Regions from separate parts of the Mus musculus genome. Here regions 1 and 2 are each linked to region 3. Evidence: chromatin contacts called from public Micro-C and promoter capture Hi-C data. All regions are on one chromosome and are shown on one strand. The core of a region is the stretch at or near the end of the contact, and the rest is flanking DNA. Distances in the headings are between cores, read along the strand shown. Region 1 holds the start of Usp47 (ubiquitin specific peptidase 47). Region 2 has its middle 33 kb from the start of Gm33204. Region 3 has its middle 82 kb from the start of Gm33145.

Region 1 (4,535 bases), core at 1,346-3,845, 660 kb after region 3:
TCATTATGTTTGCTAGCTTTATGTCAATTTGACACAAGCTAGAGTCATCTGAAATGAGGGAACCTCAATTGTGAAAATGCCTCTATAAGATTGGACTATATATATACAAGGTGTTTTCTTAATTGGTGATTGATGGGGGAAGGCCCAGCTACTGTGAGTTGCTGGCAGTCTTGGTGCTATAAGGCAGGCTGAGTAAGCCATGAGTGTAGGCCAATGGGCAGCACTCCTTCAGGGGCTCTGCATGAGCTCTTACCTGTTCCTGCCCTGTTTGAGTTCTTGACCAGACTTCTTTCAATGAAGGACTATGCATAAGTATAAGTCAAATAAAACCCTATTCTGCCAGGTTGCTTTGGGACATGGTGCTCCACCATGGCAATAATAACCCTGACTAAGATACTTGCTATATTATTATTTCGTTAAATCAACTTTTACCAAGATGAAAGAATCCAGAAAGGATTTCACGAAAGAGGTCATGAGTGTAAGCATGAAGGAAAAAAAGGAAAACTAGAATGGCACCTAACTTCTAACAAGGCTTCTAGAGAACCAGCTCACTTAGGAAATGGAAATGGCATGCGTGAAACAGATTTGGACATACTCCCACTTTGTGATTTTGTCCAAGATGTGCCAGCCAGGGGGACCGTGGATATGCAAGTTGAGTTATTCACCTTTAGAACAATTTACATTTCAATAGTCAAGAGAATCTTGATGCAGTATTTCTTAAAAGTCTATGATGAAGTTTCAAACATTTACATATTAAGGCTGAAGAGATGGCTCAGTAGTTAAGAGCACTTGTTGCTCTTACAGAGGACCCAAGTGACTCACAACTGCCCATAACACCAATCCCAGAGCATCTGGTGCCTCTTCCAACATCTGTGAGCTGCATGGTTGTGGTTCATGTACACTCTGATACACACAAAATAAAAAATAAAAAAAATTAAACACTCTTCCCAAACTCATCATATGTATGCTTAAACATGAAGACAGACTTTTTTGGCCTTTTCAGAAATCTGAGTAGTGTATTTAAAGAATTTTTAGTCTACTTGGATTTTTGTTTTTATTTTGTTGATTGTTTTGGGAGAAGGTATTTGACTGTTCTGGGAGAAGGAGGTAGGGATTGAATTCGGAACGCTCTGTATGCTTGGAAAGTCCTTCACCACTGCAGCCCACCTGTTAAAACATAAAAATTCTAGTTGACATTAGGAAAGATGGAAAATTAGTAGCTGAATTTCAACAAAACCCTTTGTATGGCTGGAAGCTGAAACAGATAAAAATGAGCATTGTATTAGTAATAGTAGTTGAAAATGCACTTCTTCCATTAGGATCAAAATCTTTGTGGGTTACCTTTTTCAGCTTATGACAGCTATTAAAGCCAAGTACAGAAATAACCTGAACACTGAATCAGATATTTTAATAAGTGTTTCACAAAGAATTAGCTTTTAAAAAACTAATGAAACCTAGTCAATCAGAGTGCGTTCACTAAATATTTTCAGTAGGGTTAATGGATTTTTTTATACCATTACTACTTAAAATCTCGTTTATTTTAAATGTCTGTCTTTGCTATAATTTTTAGAATTTGTAGATGTTTTACAGTGCCACAAATAGCAGAATTCTAATAAATCTTACATAACTGTATAGAGAGCTTTTCTTGGGTGTGGGGTGTTCAATAGTAACAAGTTTGGCGAACCAATAGCATAGGTAAAGGAGTTGGCGCTGTGGATGCTGGGTACATGGCACAATGGAATTAACTCAGCAGGCTGTAAGAGGACTAGTTTGCCAAAAGTCTTCATGAAAGACGTCTCACTGGGTCTTCATAATGGAAGGAGTGCGGTGAAGGAAAATGACTAATAGGAGATTTGTTTGGTCAAACACATGGTATTTACCGTCTGGGGAGATTACAAAAAAAAACATATTCAAAAGGACAGCACAGGTTGAAGCGCACCACAGCTCTGCTCTCAAAAGGCTCCCTCAGACTTGGCCCTGTAGGAGGATGACAGCAAGCCACCCAGAAGGGTGCAGGGGAGCACCTCTAAGTGTAGTGACCCCTCTTTAAGGGGCTCCAGGGGCTAGCTGATGGGCACCGAGGTCCCTAAGGAGAGTGGGGCGGCCACGAAAACATGACAGACGAGGACCAGAGCCTTGAGGGCGAAAGCCAGAAAGGCGATTTCTCTACAAGGCGCGTTGTTTACCAGCTCGAGGCCAAAGGTTCCTCAAGTGGGGCTGCAGCGGGGTCGCTGGAGACCAGGAAAGAGTCTGGGGACTGCAGGGCTGAAAGGGGGGCTTTGAACTGGAGCTCGTTCGTGACGCAGGGGCCTCGTCCCTCCCTCGGCCGACAGAGGGAGCCGGAGGATGGGAGGACCGGCTTCCCCGTAGTGAAAAGCGCCTACACCGGCTCTCAACCAGCGTAGCGCGGCGTACCCCGGGGCTGAGCAAGAGGTGAGAAGATCCCGAGCTCACGACGGCCGCCTGCATACCCCAGGCGCCAGACGCCGGGCCGCGCGCCCACTGCGTTGAATTCTCGCGAGAGCGGCGGCCGCCATTTTTCCATTGATTGCCGCGGGCCGGGGGAGGGGCGGCGGCGGCGGCGGCAGCGGCGGCGGCAGCAGCGGCGACGGCGGCGGCGCCCTGGGTCGGTGTCTGCGCGCTGGTGTCTAAGGCCTGAGCGGAGGCCTCCTCAGTTGCTGGAGCGCAGGCGGCTGGGAGGATGACTGTCGCTGCCGTTCTCTCCTGAGACACAGCCGCCGCCACCTCCACCAGGCCCCCGCAGGCAGGGCGGAGACGAGCGGTCGGAGTCTGAGCGATGGTGCCCGGCGAGGAGAACCAACTGGTCCCGAAGGAGGTGAGGGGCCGGCGGGCCAGACTAGGCCCGAAGCCTGCGGTCCGCTCGAAGTCGTGCAGGCCCCGAGCGGGAGGCAAGGCTAGGGCCGGGCAGGCGTGGGGCCGGGTGGACGGTGGGCGCGGCGGGCAGTTGGAGACCGCTGGTTCCCGGGGCCACGTAGCCGAGGGAGAGCTCCGGCTGCGAGGGGCTAACGCATCAAAGACTGGACCCGAGGAGTTGGGTTCTGCTCCCGGGGGTGGGGGGGAGTATTGCGGAGAGAAAGTGGCCTTTGAAGTCCAGACTTCACACACGTCGAGCCGAGAGAGTTAAGAGAGATCGTTTCAAAGAAAACATTCTGGAACAGTTGCCCGTGGGCAGGACGGGGTGACGGTGCTGCTTCTGGGGTTTGACAGCGTATAGCTTACGGGGCTTGTGAAATCGACACCTAAGTTGAGATCTGTGGGAGGGCAGACTTAACTGTTAAAGAGTTGTCGGTCTCCCCACCCCCCTCCCCCCAGCCTCCATTCCCCCTCCTGTTACTTCGTAGTACTATCGGCCAGCCTAAATGGGGCCTACCCAGGATCGTTGAAAAAGTAGTTAAGTGGGGCTTGAACGGGAGGGTAAGAGATAGCCGAGTTAATTTCACCATATGGAGAGACGAAACGTTGTTTTTGTGTGTAATTTTGGTCTTTTTCTGGTGTTGCCAACTTGGGTGACTTAAATTCTTAAAAGCGAGTGACATAAGACTCCCGGACTTCTTGGCTTCCCTTGAACAGTCAGTAGTAGAAGATTAAAGGTAGAATCCTGCACTGGCCAGTGGATTTCGACATATTAATAGTCCGTTGGCTTTATAAATATCCTCAGCATATTCAAACATGTATTTTTAACTGCTGGTCGTCAGGCTTAATGCTTTGGACTTTTATATCTCATATACCTTAAATAGATGCCAAGTGTTAAGTTGAAATTAGGATGGTAGGATCTTGATATTTATACACGATCATTTCGGATTCCTAAATGTTTAGGTTTTGTTTGTTTGTTTTTTAATTGTAGCAATTTGTTGCTACACAGACAACCCCTGGCACAATGCAAAGTGACTTTATTTTGTACCTGAATAGTTAAAATTTCCCATCTTTCCTTAGATGGATAATAAGTTGATTTTTAGGGTTTTGTTTTGCCGTTTTGAGGTAGGATCTTACTATGTGGACTTTGAAGTACAGACTTGGCTGGCTTGGAACTCACTTGTAGATAAGCTGGCCTGGAAATTCTTAAGAGGTTTCCCTGTCTGTCTCCCCCGATGCTGGGATTAAAAGTGTGTGCTATCAAACTCAGTGGAGTGCCTGTTTGCTGTTTAAGGCTGAGTTGTGTGTGTGTCAGTATTTTATCTGTCAGACATCTCTAAGTCTCAGTACAGCAGATAAGCACGAACTAAAGATCTTGCCTCTGGAACAGTTTCAACAACTGAGAGTTAGGAAGTCGGGAATGTGAGTCCTCCTATGGTCCAGTCCGGCATTTTGAACTTTGTACTAAGTAACAAGGAAGGAAGGAATAGGTTTTACGAGAAAGCTAACCTTCATTTCCTTTGGTGCTGGTTTCCAATCTTAAGAAACAAAATTAACCCTTAATTTCCAACATTTAGAAAATAGAACAACAAGTACAACCCTGCATAATATTATATTAATGACTCGGTTTGTAGAAGTCCTGATAGAGATGTGCACATATC
Region 2 (4,366 bases), core at 872-3,371, 610 kb after region 3:
ACTGGCATGGAAGCCTGGCCCAACCAGTGAGTGCCAGATTCAAGGAGAAACTCTGTCTCAAAACCAGGTGGAAAGCAAGTGAGGAAGATACTCAGCGTTGACCTGTGTCCTTCAGCATGCGACCTCATTCAGAAATAGAACAGTTTCGGTTATAATTACTAAAGATGAAGTCATAGTGGAAAGGGTGGCCCAGGCTCTAACAGGACTGGTGACCTTACAGAAAGAAGAATGTGAACAGGCATGCACATTGCGGGAAATGCCAAATGACTGGAGTCAGATACTAAGATAATACAGCTAGAAGCCAAAGATTGTCCAGGATTAGCAGCAGAGCCTCTTAAGCAAGGAGAATGGTATGGAGTAAATACTGCCCCCTCAGACTTGAGGGGCACCTTAAACCTGGATTTCTAGCTTCCAGAACTTCAGGAAAATCAACTTTCCTTAAAGTCATCTAGCTTGTGGTATTGTTATCAGCCTAGCCAGCTGACAGATTCCCATTCCAAAGTCAAAGATGTCTGTCTCCTCTAACCTTGGCCACATCAGCTTCTTAGGGCAGAAGATAACAGAAGTTACCTGGACTCCAACGGCTGCGCCACCACAACCCAGAAACCTCTTCCGAGGCTTTCTCCTGTCACCCCTCCTCACTCCTCTTCCTCCACTTCCTGACAGGCCAATGCCAACTTTAATGCCCAATACTTTTCCATTACTAGTGGTAACATTTTGAACAACTAGTTTTTATGAATCATTTATAGACCAAGCATCTTTCAAATAGCATCTAATTCAACATTCACAACTCCCTTGGAACAAAGTGTTTTCCCCCATCTTACAGATGAGAAAACAGGTTTTTTCAAAGTTAAGTAACTTGTTCAAGGCCACACATAAAAAGGAAATGGCAGAACCAGAAATTAAACTGGTCTATCGGGTCCCAATCACTAAGTCACTGTTGCCTCTTACTAATTCTCTGCAACCAACTCACTTACTTGCCTTCCCCCTCTGAAGTCTTACCAAAGTGCACTACTTTTTCTCAACCCAGTCTAAGGAGCCTGTGGACTCTCCCTCACAGCCATTTCCTCCCGCAGGCCAACTCTGAACTTCTACCCAAACATTATGTTCTTCAAACGTCTGTCCAGAATGGAGCTTCTCCTTCCAAATATGATTTGCCCCTGTTCTTCCCAAGTGTGTCCTCAGTCTACCTAGCACCCAGGCTTGGGAACTTCATGCACTTCATTAAGTTCTGCCTTTTGATCCTTTTAATAATCAGCTTATTAATTTTACTCCAAGACATTTCTCTAGGGTTCCTTCTCACTGATCATCCTGATTCAACAGTACTAATGGATGCTGAGCATCCTGCCCTTCCCTCACCCATCCTATAACTAACCCTCTCTAGGACACCCATCCACTCAGGTTGCTGATCTCAAGTCCAGGACTTGGAAACAGCTCTCTTGAAGACTTGAGTTTGGTCTCCAGAACCTATGTGGAAAAGCAAGGCTTGTGGGCTGTGCTTGTACTCCTAATGCTTCGGGGAAGAGACAGGCAGGTCCCTGGGGCTTGTTGGACAACTAGCTTAGCTTATTTAGTGAGCTCCAGACTAAATAAGAGATTTAAATCTAAATGAGAGATTCTTGCTTTCTCAAACTCCATAGTTTCTCTCTCTCTCTCTCTCTCTCTCTCTCTCTCTCTCTCTCTCTCTCTCTCTCTCTCTCTTTCTCTCTCTCTCTCTCTCACACACACACACACACACACATGAAAGCACCCACACAAACATGTACATGCACACACAAACCCACACATGCACACACATGCACAAGCATGCACACACACAAACACACACAAATGCATAACACATTCACCACAGACACAAAGAATCCAGTTTAAACTCCTTACACAGGTAAAGATCTACCCTAGTCCACCTTCCTGATGTCTATGAAACAAAACTTCCAGAAGTTCTGCATACACTTTGGCATTCCTCCTAACAGCCCCCAAGCTATCCCTCCTGCACCTCTAATCCTATCAAGCTTCGTTCAGATGTTCTCTCCAAAACTTTGCCTCAGGTGCTGAGTCAGTCATGAGTGTGTCTCCCTCCTCCGAACTTCCTGCACATGATGTCATGTGTGTGAGTCAATGTGGCTTTCTGCAGTGATTCAGCTGTTTGTCTGTACATCTTATAATCCACACTAGATGTGAGTTTCTGCTGGACCATGATTCACCTTGGTATTTGACAAACTTAACACAGACCCTAGTATGGGGCAGCTACTTCTTAGCTTGATTTTTCTGTTTTGGTTTGGTTTGGTTTGGTTTGGTTTGGTTTGGTTTGGTTTGGTTTGGTTTGGTTTGGTTTGTTTTTCTTGGTTTGGTTTGGTTTGGGGTTTTTTTGAGACAGGGTTTCTCCTGCTGTGGTGGAACTCGCTCTCCCAAATGCTACGATTAAAGGCATGTGCCTCCTGCCTGATTCTTAGCTTAATTGTTAAGGACTCTTTTGATATATGACTGCCAAACTACTTAACAGAGGTCAGAGCAACTAAGCCTTTAAAGTACATTCAAATAACCACCCACAGCAGGCGACCTGGCTCACCCAGGTCCCTGGATGGTCTAGCCAGAGGCTGTCCTGATACAGTCCTGTGGGGCGCACTCTAGGATAAGCCACCCCACTGGTACCAAACTCGTTTTCTAGTATTTCCCACCACACCCTGAAAGGTAAGAACATGCCATTACCCATCGTCACAGGCCAGGCTACAAGATGCTAGGTGGAGACTGAACCTCTCTACCATGATGAAAAACGATAACTGGTGCCAAATTACTCGCTTGTCAGACTCCATTCGTCTCTGTTTCTCAAGCTACTTCTGTACCCAGAGGCCTCCATCAAAAGGCTCCAGCTTGTCCCTGGAACCTGGGTTCAGGGAAAGTTCAAGATTGTGCAAAGACAGAGGGAACCTCCAAAGTCTAAACTCATGAGAACGATAGGCAATCCCCACTAGTCCTTCATCCAGAGCAGAGCCAGGGTGGGGTCTGGAAACAAGTTGCTATCTTATCTCTGTATACTTGAAAGTCCTGGGATAGGAATAGTTCCATTCTCAAGGCTTCTGGATAGCACAGAGAATAATCTAAAACAGAAGATCAAACGGTCAAAAACTGGAAGTTGGAATTTTTTAATCAGATCTGGTTACTTCCCATTAAAGCAAGCTAGTCTAAAAATGAGCAGAAATCCATTATTCCCATCGCCTGTACTACCCAACAATATTGTTGTACGCATCAAAATTGCTGATAAAGTAGACAGAGTTTATATATATATAGATTAGATATAGATATATGTCGCTCACATGACAATTGTACGTAGGAGTCTAAGGCATAGGAGAGGAGGCTGAAGATGTGGTCAGCAGGCTTTATATACAAAATATTAAACCTTTACCCTGCCCAGTGATAAATTACGATTATTAGGAAACAAAGTTTCAGAAGTAATATCCCAAGATCACATAGCTTCTAAATGCCAGTCTTTCTAAGGCAACAGGGAAAGTAAGAGAACAGTTAGTTTTAAGAGAAATGAGATATTCATAGAGGCCCGTGGTCAGCTGTACATTCCTAGATAATGAGACAAGAAGCTAATGTAGACGCAAGATGCCCTGGGAGCCATAGTTAGTGACTGACTTTATCTTGCAAACAACTAAGAACTTTTCAAACATTTTTAAGCAGGAAGTGTCACAACACACTTGTGTTTTAAAAAATGAGAATATGATCTAAGGGGAACAAAAATCAAAGGTAAAGAGAGGAGTTGGGAAACTGTAGACATTACCTTGGAAGTCATGATGACGACCCTGTGCCGCCCCCATCTCTCTGATGCAAGAGAAAAAGCCTTGGAATACAGAGATCCTCTAGAAACACTCAGCAGATAATATCAACAGATCTTACATTACATAAGGCCTTCACTGACCACATCTCCAGTCTCTTCTCCCAAGCCTTTGGTTCCCACATACAATTGTCATATGAGTGATACAACGGTGTTATATCAAACTGTGCAGAAAATACAAGAGCAAACGAAGGTCTTTTAGTCTGGAGAGAGATACCAAACAAATAAGAAAATGGAAAGGTTTGTTTACTGACCATGAAAAGGTGACATAGCCAGGGTTTGGGTTCCTGTAGAACTGAGTGGTCTGGAAAGCTCTGTAAGGAGATGCCATTTGGATTTGCTGAAGCCACATGAAAGGCAAAGATGAATGAGTGGCACGTTAGGTTAGAAGAATCCAAAGCTTGCCAGGGCAGCCATGACAAAAAGGAGCAAAGGAGAGGAGTGAGGTCAGAAAGAAGCAGTGGAGAGATCATTTGTAATTTGTAAGGGAGGTCAGGAAGCCAGATTCTATAGGAAGCTAGTGGGAGA
Region 3 (4,553 bases), core at 504-3,003:
AGAACTGTCTGGAAGCAGAGAATGAGTAGAGATGTGGAAGGCCATCTCATTTGCCTGTGTTTTATTATGGAGAAACCAAGCTCTGAGAAAGCAGGACCCTTGCACACAATCCATTCTTTGGGTTCTCTGACCCCCTGCTCCTGCTTTCTCAAAGGCTCTGCATCTCCACACACAGGGAAGCCAAAAGTTAGGTTCAGACCCCAGGGAACACATTTTTCTCAGATCCTTCAAAAGGTCAGAGAAGCTGTAAGTTTTTACATAGTGTGTGTTAATAGGCTATGGAGTTAGGCCCATGACCTTGGACCTCAGGAAATTATAGGCCTCTGACAGCCTCCTCTCTTTGAGTTAGTTTTGCTCACAGGCAAGCCAACAGAGCATCAACTGTGGACCAAAGGTGGAGCCATGCTACCTGAATCCAGTTTCTGGAGAGAGGGCCATGTAATTGACCTCAGGGTCTTGAGGTCCAATGTCCCATCTGAGAAATGGGATAATAGCACTTTAAGCCAACCCACATCAATCTCTGTTACAAGCCTGCTTAGTGCCATGCCATGGCTTAGTAGCCATAGAGACCACCAAAGCTGAACAGTACACATTTCATGTAGTTCAAATAACTCCAGACTCCATGGCTTTGCACTCACAGGAATGCATCCTCAAGAAGTCATCTTTTAGTTTTCTTCTGGTGGCAAGTTTAGGAAAATGGAAAAGTCTTTGGAATTACCTCCTCAGCCACTTTAGGCTCTTGGTTTCCAAGATGATGCTTCTGGGGACTCACTTCTCTCGGTGCTCACATTTCACAGGATCTGCTGGTATTCGTGACTACTCATCAAGGTGAGTCCCATCCAACAGGGTCTCTCTTCTGGCTTTGAAAGGGTAACCACTTGGCTGCAGTGCTCATTCTGGGCATGCATGGGAGCTGGGTGGGGCTTGGTGGGCCTCTGGAACATGTCTAGTTTCCTAGTCGACAGGACTGCTTGTTTCCCTTTCCTTCCCCCTGCATCCACAGTCCAGCAGCCATGGCTCCTCCCATGATGCTTTCTGGGCACTTGCCACAAGAACTGAGACTGCTCTACAGTAGAATTCCACGAAGAACCTTGACTTTGTACCAGCTTCGGCTCAAGGTATAGATCTCACTGTAGAAAGGGGGCCTTGTGAGGTCACCACAGAGACCCTCTAGAGTACGGCCAGGCTAACGTGCACTTCTGAGGCCTTGGGCGACTCCATACTCATCCCTCACTAGATCTGATTCCTCATTTGCATAATGAAACACTAAGGTGCCCCTTTCTCTGATCTAGTGCAGTCAAATAAAAATATTGATATTGCCAGGAATGTATGTGCCGAAGTCCATGTGATAAGGGCTTGGTCCTCAACATGGTGCCTTTGGGAGATCATGGAACTTTAAGGGGTGGTGTCCAGTGGGACATCCTTAGGTCATTGGGAGTGTACTCTGGAATAGGATGCTGGGATTCCAGCCCCGCCCTTCTCTAGTTTTCTTTGGCTTCCCAGCTGTGGTGTTTTCTGCTCCCATATACTCCCACCACAATTTACTACTTTGCCCCAGGCCCAGGGTGACAGGGACAATCAATCATATCCTAAAGCTTCCAGAACTATTAACCTAAATAAACTTTTTCTCTCTGTAAGTTGGTTACTTCAGGCAATTCCTTATGTGATGGAATGCTGACTAATACAGATGGGTGAAGACAGAGGTCTTTGAAACAGATGAAGCTGTCATGAGTGGAGCCCTCTTATTGGCTAAGGTTTTGTTCTGTTGGCATCTGGTATGAGAAGATGACTTAGTCAGCAGCCATTTGGCTCCAGGAATAGAAACAGCCGGAACTCCACTTAAGAGCTGGAAGATGGGGGATTTTCAAGCTTCTAATTGCAGGGAATTACGACCAAGGTGGATTCTCAGAGACTGAGTCATCAGTAAGTCTTCTTCTTGGCCTCTCTTGGCTGCATCTCTGAGCCCAGCTCTTTCCCCAAGTTCATGGCAGTTCTACTGTCACAGTTATTCCCGGTGTGGCCTGCCTGGCAGTGGCTGCAGCTTGATCCGCACTTCTCACCATCACCGTACAACTTACCAGTCTCGGTAGCCTCAGGCCCACCGTGGGAGAGGTGTCCTCCTTAGCTTTCTCTGGGATATGCTACATGAGAGTACTATTCTATGGGACCTAGGCCTGAGTCAGTAAGGTATACAGGTAAGCTAGCTACTACTTCCTGGGATTCAGTGAACATCCCAGTGTTTCAATTGCTGTGAGTCAAGTGTGTCTTGGGGTCCTAGTTATAGTGCAAGGTGACACAGAGACTCAATGACAACACAGGGCTAAAATGTGGTCCTCTAAACTCATAGCATAAGATCTTCCCAGAGCATCACTATGGTCTTTCTCTTGTTCAAACACAGAGAAGAACTGGCCTTTGATGGATATGCTCTACCACTGAGTTGCAGAAAACAAAATGACATAACATTACAGCCATGCAGAATGTATTGTAATAAGCCTGGGGAGGCAGAAAGGAGCATTCATAGATTGACCATCAGCTGCTAGATCTCCTCAGGACACATTTTGGATTCCTTCCCTTGCCTTATGACTACATCTCCAAATACAGCAAGAGAATGTATGTGCTCTGTCCTGTATCCACACCCTCCCAACTGTACCAGAATAAAAGAACACAAGAGAAACAAGGCTAGGCCCTACGACTGCAGTAAATAAACAGGCAAGATTTCTGCCATGAGGAATCTAAGGACAGACAAAGTCATTTTTTGATTTGCTGTGACAAGAAGCTGTGGGAGTACATACAGACCTGGCCTGGCTCCCAGGAAGACCCTGGCAAGGCCTGAGAATGAATTGTGCCCACTGCTGGGGTTTCTGAATGTGCCTAGAGTTATGTTTTCCTTGTGGCTTTTCTCCTGGGCTCCCATAGCTACAGGTAATATGATCACATCCATGCCACAGATCAGGAACTGAGTAGAAGTTTGTATGCATTAGCTCATGTTACATGGTTTGAGAAACAGCGTTACAGTCTGTCTGTCACACAGAACATCACTGGGGACTTGTGTCAGTGGACATACAACCATGTGACAACTGATAAGTTGGCAGTGTTACTCAACAGCAGCTGGAGGCTGGGAGAAGGAGCAGCCAAGAGCAGGAGGTGGTCTGGGGCCTTGGAGGGCCATGTAAAGACTCATGGGTCAGGTTAACAGTTTGCTCCATAGTGCCAAAGAGATGGCTCAGTCTTTAAATTGACTGACATACATGCTTGTGGACAAGTTTGGATCCCAACATCCATATAAAAGCAAGGTGAGGTGGCATGACTCCAGTGCTGGAGAGGCGAATGGAGACAGGCAGATCCTTGGAACAACACTGACTAGCCAGGTTACTAGGCAACTTGATAAACTCCAGGTTCAATAAAAGGCCCCTGTCTGTCTCAAAAAATAAGAAGGAGCCAGAGAGATTTCTCGGTGTTTCAAGCACTTGCTGTCTAAGCATGAGGACCAGAATTTAGACCCCAGGTAAATCTGTATGAATGACAGGGGTGTATGGTGACTTGCCTATAATTCCAGCCTTGCAAAGTGGAGACAGGGGATCATCAGAGCAAGCTAGCTTGGGAAACAAGCCCTGCTGGAGAACTCTGGATGTAATTGAGAGCCATATCTTCAGTGATTAAGGTGGAAGCCACTGAGGACAATTCCCAGTGTCAACCTTGAGTATCTGCATCCATGCACACATACATACGCACATATCCACACACATGCAAAAACACGTATGGACATAGTCACAAAGACACACACTAGTCTTTAAATTTGATAGGTAGAAAGACACTAAAGGAATTTAAGGACAGGCAACATATGATCATAAATGTGTATTTTTAAAAGACCATTCTGTTTATGGGATGGCACACAGATTGGAAGGGGGCAGGAGGAGATTTGAGAAGACAAAATTCGAGGCCACTGTCTGGGCTCCGAGGATGACAATGATGATGATGATGATGATGATGATGATGATGATGTGTGTGTGTGTGTGTGTGTGTGTGTGTGTGTGTGTGTGTGTGTGTATGTGTGTGTGTGTGTATAAGGGGAGCCCTGAAGACAGAGAATTACAGATGGAGACCTGAAGTTCTTCATTTTCATTTATAACTTTTAGAGGATAATTTTACTTTGAGGATGTTTGAGAATAGTGGTGTGTAAGAGGTGGTAGAATGGCAGGGTGTCAGCTACCCATTGAGTCTTCTGCTACTTGTAGATGTTACAAGGCCAAGAAATTAGCAGCTGGGGCTGAAGTGAACCCCTCTAGTGTGGAGGGAATGGGGTTTCTAGCAGCTGTCCTAGGGGTGGGGCTGTACGGTGGCTCTCTCAGCTCACCTCTCAGAGAATTCAAATGACTCTTACTACTTCCCAGGAATTTGTGTCCTTTGAACCCAGGTTCTTTAAGGGTGTCTGAGCACATCCTGGGGAAGAAATTAGTTGAACCACAGATCATAGCAAAGCTATGAGGATTCTTACTGCAGGCCCCGTAGCTGCATGGAGATGTGGAAATGGGAATCAGGGCTGCTACAATGCA

Evidence for each region. Promoter capture Hi-C pulls out the DNA fragments that hold promoters and counts their contacts. A called contact is a pair of places that touch in the nucleus more often than the background predicts.
Region 1: a contact with region 3 is called in a promoter capture Hi-C map of the 3T3-L1 cell line, with 4 times the contacts expected there. The contact joins the promoter of Usp47 here to the enhancer-like site in region 3. A contact is called at or near these places in 4 of 39 promoter capture datasets (the 3T3-L1 cell line, 3T3-L1-derived adipocytes and embryonic stem cells) and 2 of 115 datasets of contacts at active chromatin or transcription factors (embryonic forebrain and stem cell-derived neural progenitor cells).
Region 2: a contact with region 3 is called in a Micro-C map of muscle stem cells, with 5 times the contacts expected there. The contact joins two enhancer-like sites. A contact is called at or near these places in 5 of 484 Hi-C or Micro-C datasets (the F1.1 cell line, embryonic stem cells, muscle stem cells and 1 more) and 2 of 115 datasets of contacts at active chromatin or transcription factors (the NIH/3T3 cell line and stem cell-derived neural progenitor cells).

What each region holds. Positions count from the first base shown.
Region 1 is chr7:112,020,911-112,025,445 of GRCm38.p6, forward strand. Usp47 (ubiquitin specific peptidase 47) reads left to right here and starts at 2,596. Exons shown (of 29, transcript NM_001357952.1): 1 at 2,596-2,836. The coding sequence starts at 2,798. It also overlaps Gm3960.
Region 2 is chr7:111,974,485-111,978,850 of GRCm38.p6, forward strand. No RefSeq gene overlaps it. Among named protein-coding and RNA genes, the nearest start is that of Gm33204, 33 kb to the right of the region's middle. Within about 2 kb of position 2,122, at least 51 of the 459 cell types and tissues checked have an H3K27ac peak or open chromatin away from gene starts, as enhancers often do. A contact at or near this core is called in muscle stem cells, where this site is marked.
Region 3 is chr7:111,365,683-111,370,235 of GRCm38.p6, forward strand. No RefSeq gene overlaps it. Among named protein-coding and RNA genes, the nearest start is that of Gm33145, 82 kb to the left of the region's middle. Within about 2 kb of position 1,754, at least 44 of the 459 cell types and tissues checked have an H3K27ac peak or open chromatin away from gene starts, as enhancers often do. A contact at or near this core is called in muscle stem cells, where this site is marked.